Linked DNA regions of Bombyx mori: region 2 is linked to region 1. Evidence: chromatin contacts called from public Hi-C data. All regions are on one chromosome and are shown on one strand. Each heading gives the region's core, a stretch centred on a gene start, on an enhancer-like site or on the middle of the called end of the contact. The rest is flanking DNA. Distances are from core to core; before and after follow the strand shown.

Evidence for each region. A called contact is a pair of places that touch in the nucleus more often than the background predicts.
Region 2: a Hi-C map of whole pupa shows a contact between it and region 1, with 9 times the contacts expected there. The contact joins the enhancer-like site here to the promoter of LOC101741784 in region 1. A contact is called at or near these places in 3 of 7 Hi-C or Micro-C datasets (posterior silk gland and whole pupa).

The regions. Positions count from the first base shown.
Region 1 is chr3:10,262,011-10,268,620 of ASM3026992v2, reverse strand. LOC101741784 reads left to right here and starts at 3,659. Exons shown (of 3, transcript XM_004931668.5): 1 at 3,659-3,920; 2 at 4,806-4,992; 3 at 5,735-6,447. The coding sequence starts at 3,844. The coding sequence ends at 6,094. The region is part of intron 1 of LOC100302603 (enhancer of split mbeta-2); the gene reads right to left. All of the region lies in intron 1 of LOC134201507 (a long non-coding RNA gene), which reads left to right. It overlaps LOC134201509 (a long non-coding RNA gene), which reads right to left and starts at 1,996. Exons shown (of 2, transcript XR_009976848.1): 1 at 1,840-1,996.
Region 2 is chr3:10,299,612-10,306,365 of ASM3026992v2, reverse strand. All of the region lies in intron 1 of LOC100302603 (enhancer of split mbeta-2), which reads right to left. Among protein-coding and RNA genes, the nearest start is that of LOC119630406, 13 kb to the right of the region's middle. Within about 2 kb of position 4,990, at least 8 of the 8 cell types and tissues checked have open chromatin away from gene starts, as enhancers often do.

The sequences.
Region 1 (6,610 bases), core at 2,410-4,909:
GGTAAGCAAAGGTTACGTTTCAATGAAAGTTGATTAGGTTTATGACTTTTTTCTATCAGTTTTGAACATTTGAAGTTAAGTGTTCCCAATTCCCCCACTTTCCCCTACATTGTGGATGTCTATGGGCTCCAGTAAACCACTTAACACCAGGTGGGCTGGGAGCTCGTCCATCCATCTAAGCAATAATTATAATAAAAATACAAACAGTAAGTGCGCGATGAAGGCCCGGAAAACGCAGGACGCGCCGTCGAAATAAAATTTGAATTTCATTTTCGTGTTACCTACTCTGGTAGGTGTTTAAAATAAATTCGCACCAGTTCGTTATTGGAGCTCCAGGAGCGGACGTGCGAAACAGGACACGTAGGTATTTACTAACGTCACGTCGATCGGTTAACATAAAACAAAGTGTCAGATTCGCTGGCGGGAATCACTGGCGCGGCGGCTTTGTTCTCTGATAACTAGTACTGTAGATTATGAGAATTTTGTCTTCATAATAATTATAGATCGTATAGTTACTACTCGGAGCCTTTATGTTTATTTTTAATACGCTTTTATTTGCGTGATCTGTCTACGTATGTAATATAAATTATCATTAACTTAAAGATATTTGTTTAACTCTAAAATTGACGTATCAAATAAGAACTAATGACAATGCAATAGTTTTGGATCTTTGGGGTGATCACCATGACTATGATTGCGCGGGGAAAAATGGTTTAGTTTTCTATTTATATTTAAGCGTATTCTTTTTTAATTTTTTGTATCACAGTAGAATGTTGTTGGCGAGTATAGGTAGCTACCACAGGCCATGTTCTTTTGAATGATATGTGGCTATCGGAGACATAACGAGGAGAATTTCGTCACCTACTTCAGGCAACGGGTGAAGTATCGTAGGGCGATTTTAACGTCTGAACATCTATAATAGGAGACGGACCTCCAGTCTCCGGGTGGGTGGCGGTATTGACGTCATGAAGTCCATAGACTCCGATAAGTCGTCGTGGCCTAAAAGATAAGACATCCGGTGCATTCTAATGCAGCGATGCAACGGTGTTCGAATCCCACAGACCAGTACCAATTTATCTAATGAAATACGTACTTAACAAATGTTCACGATTGACTTCCACGGTGAAGGAATAACATCGTGTAAAAATCAAACCCGCAAAATTATAATTTCCGTAATTACTAGTCGTAGGACCTCTTGTGAGTCCGCACGGGTAGATACCACCACCCTGCCTATTTCTTCCGTGAAGCAGTAATGCGTTTCTGTTTGAAGGGTGGGGCAGCCGTTGTACCTATACTTGAGACCTTAGAACTTATATCTCAAGGTGGGTGGCGCATCTACGTTGTGGATGTCTGTGGGCTCCAGTAACCTCTTAACACCAGGTGGGCTGTGAGCTCGTCCACCCAACTAAGCAATAAAAAAACTAGCTCTAGCAACAGCAGTACTTCGCAAAATTTACCACCGGATCGGAATCGCGACCTACTAACAAGATCCGGTATGAATTTCAGTTCACTAGAAACTCAGTGGGCTCCCTCAAACCACTAACGACTCGTGCGTTCGTCTGTAGTGTTCACTCCGCACTTGTCATTAATGTGAGCCTGAAAACCTCACTGATTTATACTATTTTTCATTGCTGTAGTACGTTGATTGAGCTCACGGTAAAACCGTTGATAAACTTTTATTGGACGTTATAACACAAGTGCCTTCTCCGAGTGCCTGTTTGACATTTATGTACAAACTCTTTCACAACACGGCTCAATCAGCAAATAATGCTAACGATCTATCAAACCTTTAGAAATGGAACTATTTAAAACTAAATTAATTAATTTATAAAAACTTACCGACAAGTTTTCTTGTTATATACATAAAAAGAGTGACAATTGCAAAATGCGTCGCATAAAACTCCTATGTCCAAAGTATGTGATAACGTCAGCAGTATGCAACACGTGTAGCGCGTTCATGTAACCTACTTCTGTTTATAGAGAACACGTGCCAAAATAAACATTAATGCAAAAGTAAAAATCTAATTTGTGTGGTCATTATCACGGTTATGTAAGCAAGGGTATGCTGCGGATTTGCTCGGCTTAACTTGGGAATTAACTGTTCTAAATTTAAAGAAAGTTTTTTTTGTATTTAAAACTAAATGTAATGAATACGGAAAAAACTTGTACTCGGCTTAAAGGTAACGTTGCCGGGCCATACAATCTTTAAAAAAAAACGTGTATTACTAATAATTAAAGGTCGCCGCTTAACGACAGGTAGGCCGTGAGCATCTTTAGATATTTACAGAAAATCAGACATAGCTTTGGCTGTGAATAATTTTAGACAGTTTTTTCGCAATCTCACGTATTTTTAATTTCCAGTAAATTTAAACGTATAAGTTTATTTAAGTAGGTACGTAACGTGAAAATTATTTATAATTAAATAAATACAACAACAAATAGTATTGAGTTATACGATCCCAACATACCCAGCCCTCATTATAAACAGATAGACAAATTAAATAATTAAGCAAATCACCCGTACAAAAGGGGCAGGGAATATGGTAACTAACACCAGTGGTCTTTATTTTCCAAGACAATAACTTTATTTTTATATTCCTATTCTATTCAAGTAATGAATAGGAAGAACAGTTAAGCAATACCATTTTTTATTTGTCAATAATAAACCAAAAAAGATTGTGTTGCAATTTTTATGTGTCAGTGCATATTGTCGAATTCCGTACATTAGATAATATAATATTACATTAATATAATGTTACTAGACTATGGCGCTTCTAAATGTTTTATTGCATTGTTTCACTTTCTCATTCTACCCTACCATCAGTATTGAGTACTGATATTAAAATGTAGATGTTGGTTATGGTTTAAACACGATGTGATTATTTTACTTATTTATTTATACTTTATTTCAGTTTATTTTAAAAACCATTTAATAACATTTTGTTAGTAATGAATGAATAAAATAGGGTGGGTTTTTTATCGCGCGATAAATGAATGTTAGTATTCTTATGTGATCAAATTATATACATGTATAAATGAAAAAAAAATTAAATGTGAAATTGATGTGAAATGAATGTGAAATTACATTCCTACCTTTTCCGGATAATGCTTATATTATTTATTTCATAGAATATCATTATTAAAACGTTGAAAAAATTCTCAGTATTAAAATGATGAATAAATAGTCTAAGTTATTTTACAGGAATTGTTGATCTGATTATATGAGGTAGGTACCACCTACCTGTAGTAGATTCAATAAATAAATATAACTTTTAACAGTGATTTGTTTTAAACAGTGAAACCTTGAAGCTATTTTTAGTAGGTACGCTTTATCTAATAAATTTCCCACTTTTAAAAAGAAATAACTAATTTGAAAAGTTTTAGCTAAATTAAACCCAAAACTTTTTTAGAAATATTGAATTACTTGTACGTTTTTTTTTTATTAATATTTAGCAACGGATAATAGTTTATAATTTTTTGACAACATCATATCGTTTTAAAATTATTTGTTTCGAAATGACCAAAATCAAAAGTAAAGTAATTGAAAAAACGAAAATAGCCCCTAATTGTGTTTAAAGTGCTATAAAAATAATAAAAAATAATATGCATCTCGGATGCTAATTTATTTTATCATTAAAATCACTAGTACGCACCTAATTACTCTATGACAGGTACGTTGTAGTATAATAAAACGTTCAAAGAGAGGCCCCCCTCCCCCTGACCTCGCGCTTGTGCGCCTCGCAGTGATGTCAACGGACCGCTACCGATTTTAGTAAGACTTGAACTGCAGGGGAGACTACACGCGTCTATTTTACAGACTTTAAATCCAATTATACTTTTAAAATGCCGTCTTGTGTTATGAGATACTGTAGGAGCCATTCAAGAAAATCGAATAGAGGTAGTGGAGTATCATTTCATCGGTAAGTTAATGAAATATTTACTAAAACAAATAACAATACAAACGTTATGAAAACAGAGCGCGGCGCGGCGGCGACTGGCCGTCCTCGCTTGCTCACAAACCATAGACTAACCATATACGTAATAATTCAGATGTGTCAAACGGAATTCACTTTATTTTAATTCAATGTTTTTAATTCGTATAATTAGTATTTCAGGGAAGTTCATTTCGATTAATGACTGTATTATAGGCAACGTTACAACTGTACATTATTAAAAAAATAATTGAAACATTACTACTACTCACGTGCTATTTATCAACTAGTCATATACGGTTTATCTATTGTACGTGTCGTTTACCTGTTTCAAGTTGAATGAGAACAAACTGAGTTGTGGACAAGAAATATATAAAATTATTTTTCCCATACGCCTTAAGTTTTTTTTTAAACATGCTAATCTAACAGGAGCGAGATATTCGATGGTATTGAAATGAATGAATGGTTTTTAAATACATTTCATCTTTGTTTGGTTATGCTTTGTTATGTTCCAAATTAACTTATTGAATATTCTAATCCATGGATTGCAATGTTTTTCCTGTAATAGTTCATATGAATTAGCGTATTAGGTAAAGTATCTACTTATTATCGACACAAAATTCATAACTTTAGAACAACATAGTATAATTGAAACAGTAATCTGGGATGTCTATGACACAGTTTTTAATCGTGATAAACAGTTATATTAATTATTATGAATGAATACATTTACATCAGTAAATTAGTAGTAGGAACATTAAATTATTTACTTTACAAATAAATCAATTATTATTTTTATTTATTATGCGCAATTTTATAATAATATATTTATTGAAATTCGTTTGGTACATAAACTTTTGTTACATTTTGAAGGTTCCTCAAACCGGATCAGAAGAATAGAGATTTATGGATACAATTCGTTCGAAATGACAGAAGAGAAGAGACGTGGTATCCATCGGATCATTCCTGCGTTTGCTCGTTACATTTCAAAGAAGAAGACAAATACGTATCGGATAATGGAAGGATATTTTTAAAACCCAACGCTGTACCAAGCTTAAACGTAAGAAAACATTCGTCATATTTTAATTTAATTTAATTTAAAATGACTTGTAGTGTGCCTTAGGAATTACCTTATTTTTATTGCTTATATGGGTGGACGAGCTCACAGCCCACCTGGTGTTAAGTGGTTACTGGAGCCCATAGACATTCAAAACGTAAATGCGCCACCCACCTTGAGATATAAGTTCTAAGGTCTCAAGTATAGTTACAACGGCTGCCCCACCCTTCAAACCGAAACGCATTACTGCTTCACGGCAGAAATAGGCAGGGTGGTGGTATCTACCCGTGCGGACTCACAAGAGGTCCTACCACCAGTAAAAATACTTTATACTTTATCACGTCATATTGCTCCATTATAGTCCTTCTATACTTCACTAAGTTAGTTAGAAGCCACGGCTTATCTGATGCTGACTAGTGATTACCCAAGCCCAGGCCTAATAGCGGGGATGTCACTCCGCAACATGAGACATAAGATTTAATTTCCGAATATTGGTATACCATGCTTCAAATCGGACCCGTGAGTGCTTTGCTGCATGAACAGTTAGTGGGTACTCATCATGTAGGTCAATAACATGCCTTACCACCTAAGGTAGAAACAAGGAGATTTCGAAGTACATCATTAGATAGGAAATTAATTGAGTACTAGGGAAGTAGTAGTAGTAGAAGCTCGGCTAGCTATCACTAGTTTAGTTCTGATTAGTTATGAGACAGTCCACAAATAAATAATTCCAAAAAAATTCCAGTCCAATCCAGTGAAGCCAGAATTTGTCAATCGCGATCCTGTTACAATACCAAATGCAGATCCAAACGTTATACACGTTCCTGAATCAATAACGGATCCATTAGCCGAGTCCTTGGAGCCATTAGTCGAACCAGAAGTTAGTAATGCAGTCACCTCCGCGGAATTCTACTTGAGAAAACGTTTGTTCACCGAAATGAAAGCAAAGAAACATCTCTCGAACAGCCTGAAGCAAGTTCGACGCCAAAACAGATACTTGACCGAAAAATGTAAAACATACCAGCAGATGATAGAGACTTTGAAACAAGAGATCGAAATGAAATACGCTAATATGACGGTCAAACCAGAACCCGCCGACGACTAACGCAGACGTATGACGAAAAATCGATACGTTTTCAATTCGATGTCTCAATTCGATAAGAGGAAAACAAAGAACGTAGGTAATCGAAAGCAGCGCGTATCGAATGGGTACTATTTACGTAATAAATCGCATCATTTGTCGCCGCACTAATGTTGGCTGTTTATTGAACAAATTGCCCGGGGCCAGATCAGCGCTGACGTTTAAATCATTCTTAATGGAGCACGTTTCCAAAAGCAACGCGTAGAGATCTGTACCACAGACTTGAGAATATCGAGTAATTCTCAGAAATAAAAAAATTGACATTTTTATAAGGATGCACTATTAAAAACTCAAATAAATTTGATCTAATTTTGGAAGTATTGTTTTATTATAATAAGTTAAATATCTGCTCTATATTAAATGCTAAAAAATATAGCAGTGTGGATGTCGCCATCATAGAATACGAGATATTTGGCAGATGCCTGAACCTCTCTCACGATATCTTCGAGATAAGCTTGCACAAATTACATGTCTACGGAG
Region 2 (6,754 bases), core at 3,741-6,240, 36 kb before region 1:
TTTGCAGTAACGAAGCTTATGGCCGAAGCCTATGGCCGAGGCCTATGGTCTAAGCCTAAATTGCTAAGCAACGGCTGCGGATTACATCAGATGGGCCTTCCGTCACTGTTCCTAATAGCAAAAAGACATATTTATATGACTAATTAAAGCTGAAATATATTTATGGTGTTGGTAATAGTATGTTTTATTGCTCAAACATGTATGGTTGCAGCAGCCGTAATTACGGAAACAATGTTATAAAATTTTGCATGGCCCGGTCACAAGAGCTCGGTACTGTTATAAGTAAAGTTGAAGCGTTGAAAATGAAATGTCTGGGATGGATTACGTAGTCTAAAAGAATCTCAGTTGTTCAAGTCTAAAATTTTAAATCGATCAGCTGAAGTTTATAATAGATTAGTAATTAAAAAATTTTTTATAAATTAGTTAGAATTTCAAGGACCAAGAACTTTTAATTTGAAATCAAAAAGTGATTTACTTCAGGTACTAGACTCACAAATATTTTTACGATAGATTCATTTATTAATGCATTACGATATAATTGATGTTTAAGTAAATAAGAAACAGAAAAAAAAAACAGGTTACAAATTAAGAATTTTTAAATTTCATTTTTCGATTATGGTTAAGAGCTGATTGTAACTAAGAGAGTAATATTTCTGTTGTTAATTTTAACTAGACATTATTACCAACCAATAAAACGAAAGAAGGCGGATAGTTTACAGAACTAGTTCGCGGCGCCCGTGCAACTAATTGGCGGTCATTCTACCCTGGCTGGACGGTCAGCAGCACAATACTGATGTGTAAATAAATAAACTTTCTAATACAACATGATATACATTTGATTATATGTATAGCTTTATTTGTACCTATATATAGTACTCGCTGAAAAACAAAAACACTAAAAACATTTAAATTATTGAACTCCATTGCATACATAAGGAATATATTATATTATATTTAAAATAAAAAATATTGACATTTGCCAACTGTAGTTTTTCTGTTAAAGAGGTCACTGACCTCGTCGAAATCTACAGCGCGCGTAAAAACATGAATATTTGATTCGTGAACTACTGAGTATATTAGAAGGATTTTTGTATGCGACCTTGAGATGTGACATAATACGTGTAAGTTGTTCCATTTCAGGTGATAACATCGTCGCCAGCTTGTTTAGGCAGTATTTTTTGTCATCTCGGCAAAATTTCTTGGCAAATATGTGTATAGGTGCGTTTACATTTTATCTCCATTGTAAGTTTAAGCAAGTCTTTTTTCTCTCGCAAATCAGCTACGAGTTAGCGATCTACATCAAAAGATGATCGCCAACTTACTTACTTACAACTTATAAGGTACTTAAGACATAAGGTCAAAATTATAATTATATTAAATATCAGCTGCTTACTCTTTAACTAAAGTACATTTTTCAAGCAAACCTTATTCTGATATTTATGAACCCAACGAATAATAATTCAACCGTTCCCAGGTAATAATGATCTGTTAGAAATGTGGAAATTGATGTTGACTTAAAAATATTTCGTCTGAACTACACACATCAACCAATACTCTCCAGTGGACCGAATGGTAAGCAGTCGATGTCGCTCTAAGCACGTCATTACGGATCCTCCCGATCCATTAACAATGCTTTTAGGTACCTCAAGCACCGGTCACCGTCTCGGGGTCGACGAGTAAATTAACCCATAGACACAGGCCCACTGAGTTTCTCGCCGGATCTTCTCAGTGGGTCGTGTTTCTGCATTCTCAAGCACTGCTCTTGCTAGGGCCAGTGTTAGCAACACTCCCGGTTTGAGCCCCGTGAGCTCACCTACTAATTCACAATACTCAACTCAATTTTAAATACTCAATAATTAAATATACACGAAAATCGATTAAGAATAATTTTTAATCTTTCTTCTGTCTGTACCTATATAGTTAGTTATTCTGAAGATATCTGTCAAAATTCGCTCCGGCCGGAAGCGACTCCGTGGGAACCGACGGCGAACGATTTTCTCCATAAATTCACAAACTATAAAATAAAACTCTTTCTTTACGATATAGACTTTTTTGTTTCGCGAATCGTGAAAAATTTCGAAATTTGTGTACTTTTATTATGAAGCGTGACATCATTGTTAATGATGCTTACTGTCTACTGCTCAAAATAATATTCTCAACATAGGAGACATATCTAGCAGTTTCTTAGTACTGTATTCTTAAATTAAATTACATATTAACTAGTGAGGTACACTGTAGTATTTTATCAATCAACGTCTAATCTATTTTTAATATTTTTAAACGTTAACATGATTAATAACACTTTCCTTATCATTTACCGTGCGTAATTCAAACTAACGTTATAAATGAGATAATAAGTTTATTTGTTACGCTATCTCACGTCTCAACTAGTCAACAAAATTTTACAGACTTTGTCATGGGTACAAAAAAGGACTAGGTATATACCTATATTAACGCGAGTAAAGCCGCGAGTGGAGGCTAAATAAATCACAAAGATAAAAAAACAGTCCGCGCTTTAACACTAATACCATTTTATCTTCATTATTCATTGGAGATAATAATAAAAAAATTGCTTAGATGGGTGGACGAGTTCACAGCCCACAGAGATATAAGTACTAAGATCTCAGTATAGCTACAACGGCATACCTACCCTTCAAACCGAAACGCATTACTTCTTCACGGCAGAAATAGGCAGGGCGGTGGTAATGAAAATGAAAATCATAAAAAATAATAATAAAAAAGACAGATTTGATTGATTTAATCGATTGATTCGTATTTAGATTCCATTGGAGATGCAACCTCGCATGAAAAATTTCAATCTGTCGCTCAGTTCAACTACCTAAGTCCAAGAGACAACCGCCATGATATTTGTTGCTAAAGTGATGTTTCAATTTACATTTAAACTATAATATGTAATATATATAAAAAAGAAAGGCTGAGACCTAGCTTGTAGGTTGAGAGTGGCTTATCAACACACAATAAAACCTTTGACCTGAACTTCTTTTTTTTTAAATTGGTCTCTCCGTTTAAATTGTGTTCGCGTGATATTCCTTTCTCGTGAAACCTTTGAGTCATCAAAAAATGTTCGGTAGATTTCTAACAAATGCACATTGCAGTTTTAATCTTCTTAAATACACCTAATTAGAGGTTTTAAAAATCATTAAAAGTTTTGATGAACTTTAAATATACTATAATGGCGAATCAAGGTCCAAGAGCCATAGGCAGTACTGCGATTGGATTTTAATAATACATATGTGTACGTAATTTAAAAAACTAAAAAAAATATGTTAAAATAACAAATCGAACCAAAAATTAATTCCGCCTTTTTTGTTAGAAGACAGGAAGGACATTAGAGCCAATTTATCAAATTTATTTTACCGTCATCGGTCCCTAAGCGTGTGCAAATGTTCAACTTCATTGGACGTCTTGAAATCAGTGAAAATGATGTTCAAAGTTAAATACAAACATACATACATAAATATGTGTTAACATCTAATTATATTTTAAGCTTTCAATAGAACTTTTAATTACATCACAATAAAATGTTTGTATAACCTTCAATGTCATTCATTATACATAGCAAAATTTTCCATTGTGTTTTAAATTTCGATCAAACTGGATTGGATTGGATCAATAGATGTGACGTTATATTTGTAGGTAAGATAAGTTAATTAGACACCATATACAATTACCGTATTATTGCCAAACAAACACTGATCATTTGTAAATTTGAAGACTTAATCGGCCTCTGAGATTGATTTAAAAATATTTTTTTGGGACGTTCAAACTAAATACAACACTATGAATACTGTTCTAATTTAATTTTACTACGTGAAACAATATTAAAATGGGCGGCGCTACGCTGATTATAGTGTTTGAGTTATTCGGACGCTTCTCTGGTAGATCATTACACCGTAAGGAAATTACTAGCTGGTATTAAGTTAGCAAATTAAAACTGAAAACGTGTGTTTAATGATATCAGTATTTCAGACGAAGTCAGTAATGATAATGGAGGTGACCTCGAAAACTGAAGCAAATACTGAATTCCCATTTGGTGAACTCTTCAATGTTACATAACTGTACCGAATTTATCGGATTACCCTTTTTCCCTACCTATGCTGGTAGCCTCAGAGGGCTATGTCTGCGCTACGGAGCGAGTAGGTGAGCTCACAGGGCTCTAAGCTGAGGACGTTGCTAGCAAGAGCAGTGTTTCGCAGAATCTACCACCGGATCGGAAACGCGACCCACTGAGAAAATCCGGCGAGAAACTCAGTGGACTAGGATTACCCTGCAAATGCTTCCCTTGTATTAAATGATTTATTATAAGTTATTTAGAAAATGAAATTGAATTCAAACCATTTTTAGTCTTAGAATAGTCTCTTAGGCTACCAGCTAATAAGTAGGGTAAAATAGCAGGTAAGCTTGACCTTGACAAGCAAGACCTTGTGGACCCGTGCGATAATAGTAGAAAAAAACAGCTTCCTTTCCAAAAGTAAAACCTTTTCTCTTTATTTTCTTTTACAACAAGACTATCAAATGAATTATATTTACTTTTTGGTTCTCTTTTTGTTGAGCAAAAAAGTCGTGCTTTTGTTTTTTATGTGTATATTTATTAAAAAAAAATATGTTTCTGTAGAGTCAGAAGTAGTAGTAAGAATTTAAACACTATTGAAGTAGGTACTTCGTAACTTTACATAGCTTCGTAATATAAAGTCGTTTTTTCTTCATAATATTATCAATGTATCGCAAAACCTCTATAACATTAAACGTATCATATAATGTCAAACATTCATGTTCCTTTAAAACAATGCTGTCGTCGTACACACACATACCTAACAGATTCCCATCAAGTTGTACTGCTACAAGTCTCGCTCTATTAAGAAGTGAATTTAATACGATTTCACAGCTAGCCGGCCAATTTGAAGAGTTGCTTTTTAAGGCAGTGCCGGTCTACGTGACGACTGTCGTATGTTGGCGGTGTAATACAGTAGGAGGGGAACGCGTATGCAAATGGCTGAGGCCACGGTGCCACGACGCGGGCCGATTGCGAGCGTGGGAAAACTATCGCCTGTGGCGAGCTCTCGTCAGGGCCTCATTTAGATCACACTTTAATATTATCTTCAAGTTTGGCGATATCCACTTCGATAAAATGGCACGACACAAGAACCATCGTGGCCGTCGGTAACTACATTCCCGATCCTGCGGACAGAATGGAAAACAGTCGAAGTCGCCCCAAACACGTCATTTTGGATCCTCCCGATCCACTAACGGTGCTTTTAGGTACCTTAAGCACCGGTCATCGTTCTCGTCGAACCCGTCGCTTGCGACGAAGGGCTCGACGAGTAAATTAACTCTCAGACACAGCCCACTGAGTTTCTCGCCAGATCTTCTCAGTGGGTCGCGTTTCCGATCCGGTGGTAGACTCTGCGAAGCACGGCTCTTGCTAGGGTTCGTCTTAATCGTTTTGTAGTGCTGAGTATCAGCGCCCAGCGCACAAAACACTTATACTGTTTTAATTGAAACCTTCAACCACAATTATTTTGTTAGAATAAAAAGGATTGGAATAAAAAGGAATAAGGATATTCCCTATGGATGATACGAATTAATCTACAGTTATCATACAATCTTTTTTATTTTGTTTTCTTTTTTTCTTTGAGTAATACGCGTCGTAAACCGCTATTTACCCGCTGTGGTACTACGGTAGAAATAGATATCACGCTGGTATGATTAGTGTTAAGGCGATGACAGCCATCCTCGCTATGCGTTCTATTTGGTTATTTGTTTTATTTTTAACCGACTTCAAAAAAGGAGGAGGTTCTCAATTCGACTGTATGTTTTTTTTTTATGTTTCTTACCTCATAACTTTTGACTGGGTGAATCGATTTTGATGATTATTTTTTTATTAGAAAGCTGACGCTCCCCGTGTGGTCCCATTTCAATTTAGTCCAGTTCTGATTCCAGGCACGCCAACCGATTTCGATGATTATTGTTTTTAGTGTATATTAATTTGTTTTGGAATATTTTTTTTCTATATCAAGTCGGTTTTTGTTAAAGCAAGTCTATTTACAATTTTATAATACATAGTTAGCACACTGAGTTCGTCTCTGTCCGCTCGTGCAGAGACCGCGAGCGCGTGACGGCGGCCGCGGCGCGCGCCTCAATCACGACCGGCTCTGACGTGCGATTTGACGCAACACCGGCCGCGTCCTCCTCACAATAACACACGTCCACACTTGTCACTGTGAATTAATCTATATATTAATATGTGAAGCAAAAACTTTGTATCCCTTTTTACGAGAATTGCGCGGACGGAGGAGTGTGAAATTTCCCACACTTATAGAGAATATAGAGAAGGAGTGCAGAATGTTAATATTTTTTTTAATTATGCCTAAAAATACATTAAATCAATAAAAAAAATACATTACACACACTACCATGTATTTGACGCATGGCATGCATACTATTTATTTATTGTCAAACTTTTGTTCTTGACGTCTGTGGTCAAATTGAGAATAGATTAAATATTGTTTGTCTTCTTTATTAATATTTTTCTATACTGTAGTCTTGGGAAAATTTGTGATTATAGAAGTTTAATAGTCTTTGAAAATAGAATCATAATAGTGAACAAACTTACAACTTCAGTTAATTATAGTCGAATTTCGACTACTGCGGGACCACTAGTACGAATTATTTAAGATAGCTACATATATGGTTCTAACTAGCCGTACTCGCCCGCTTCGATGGGCATTTAAAA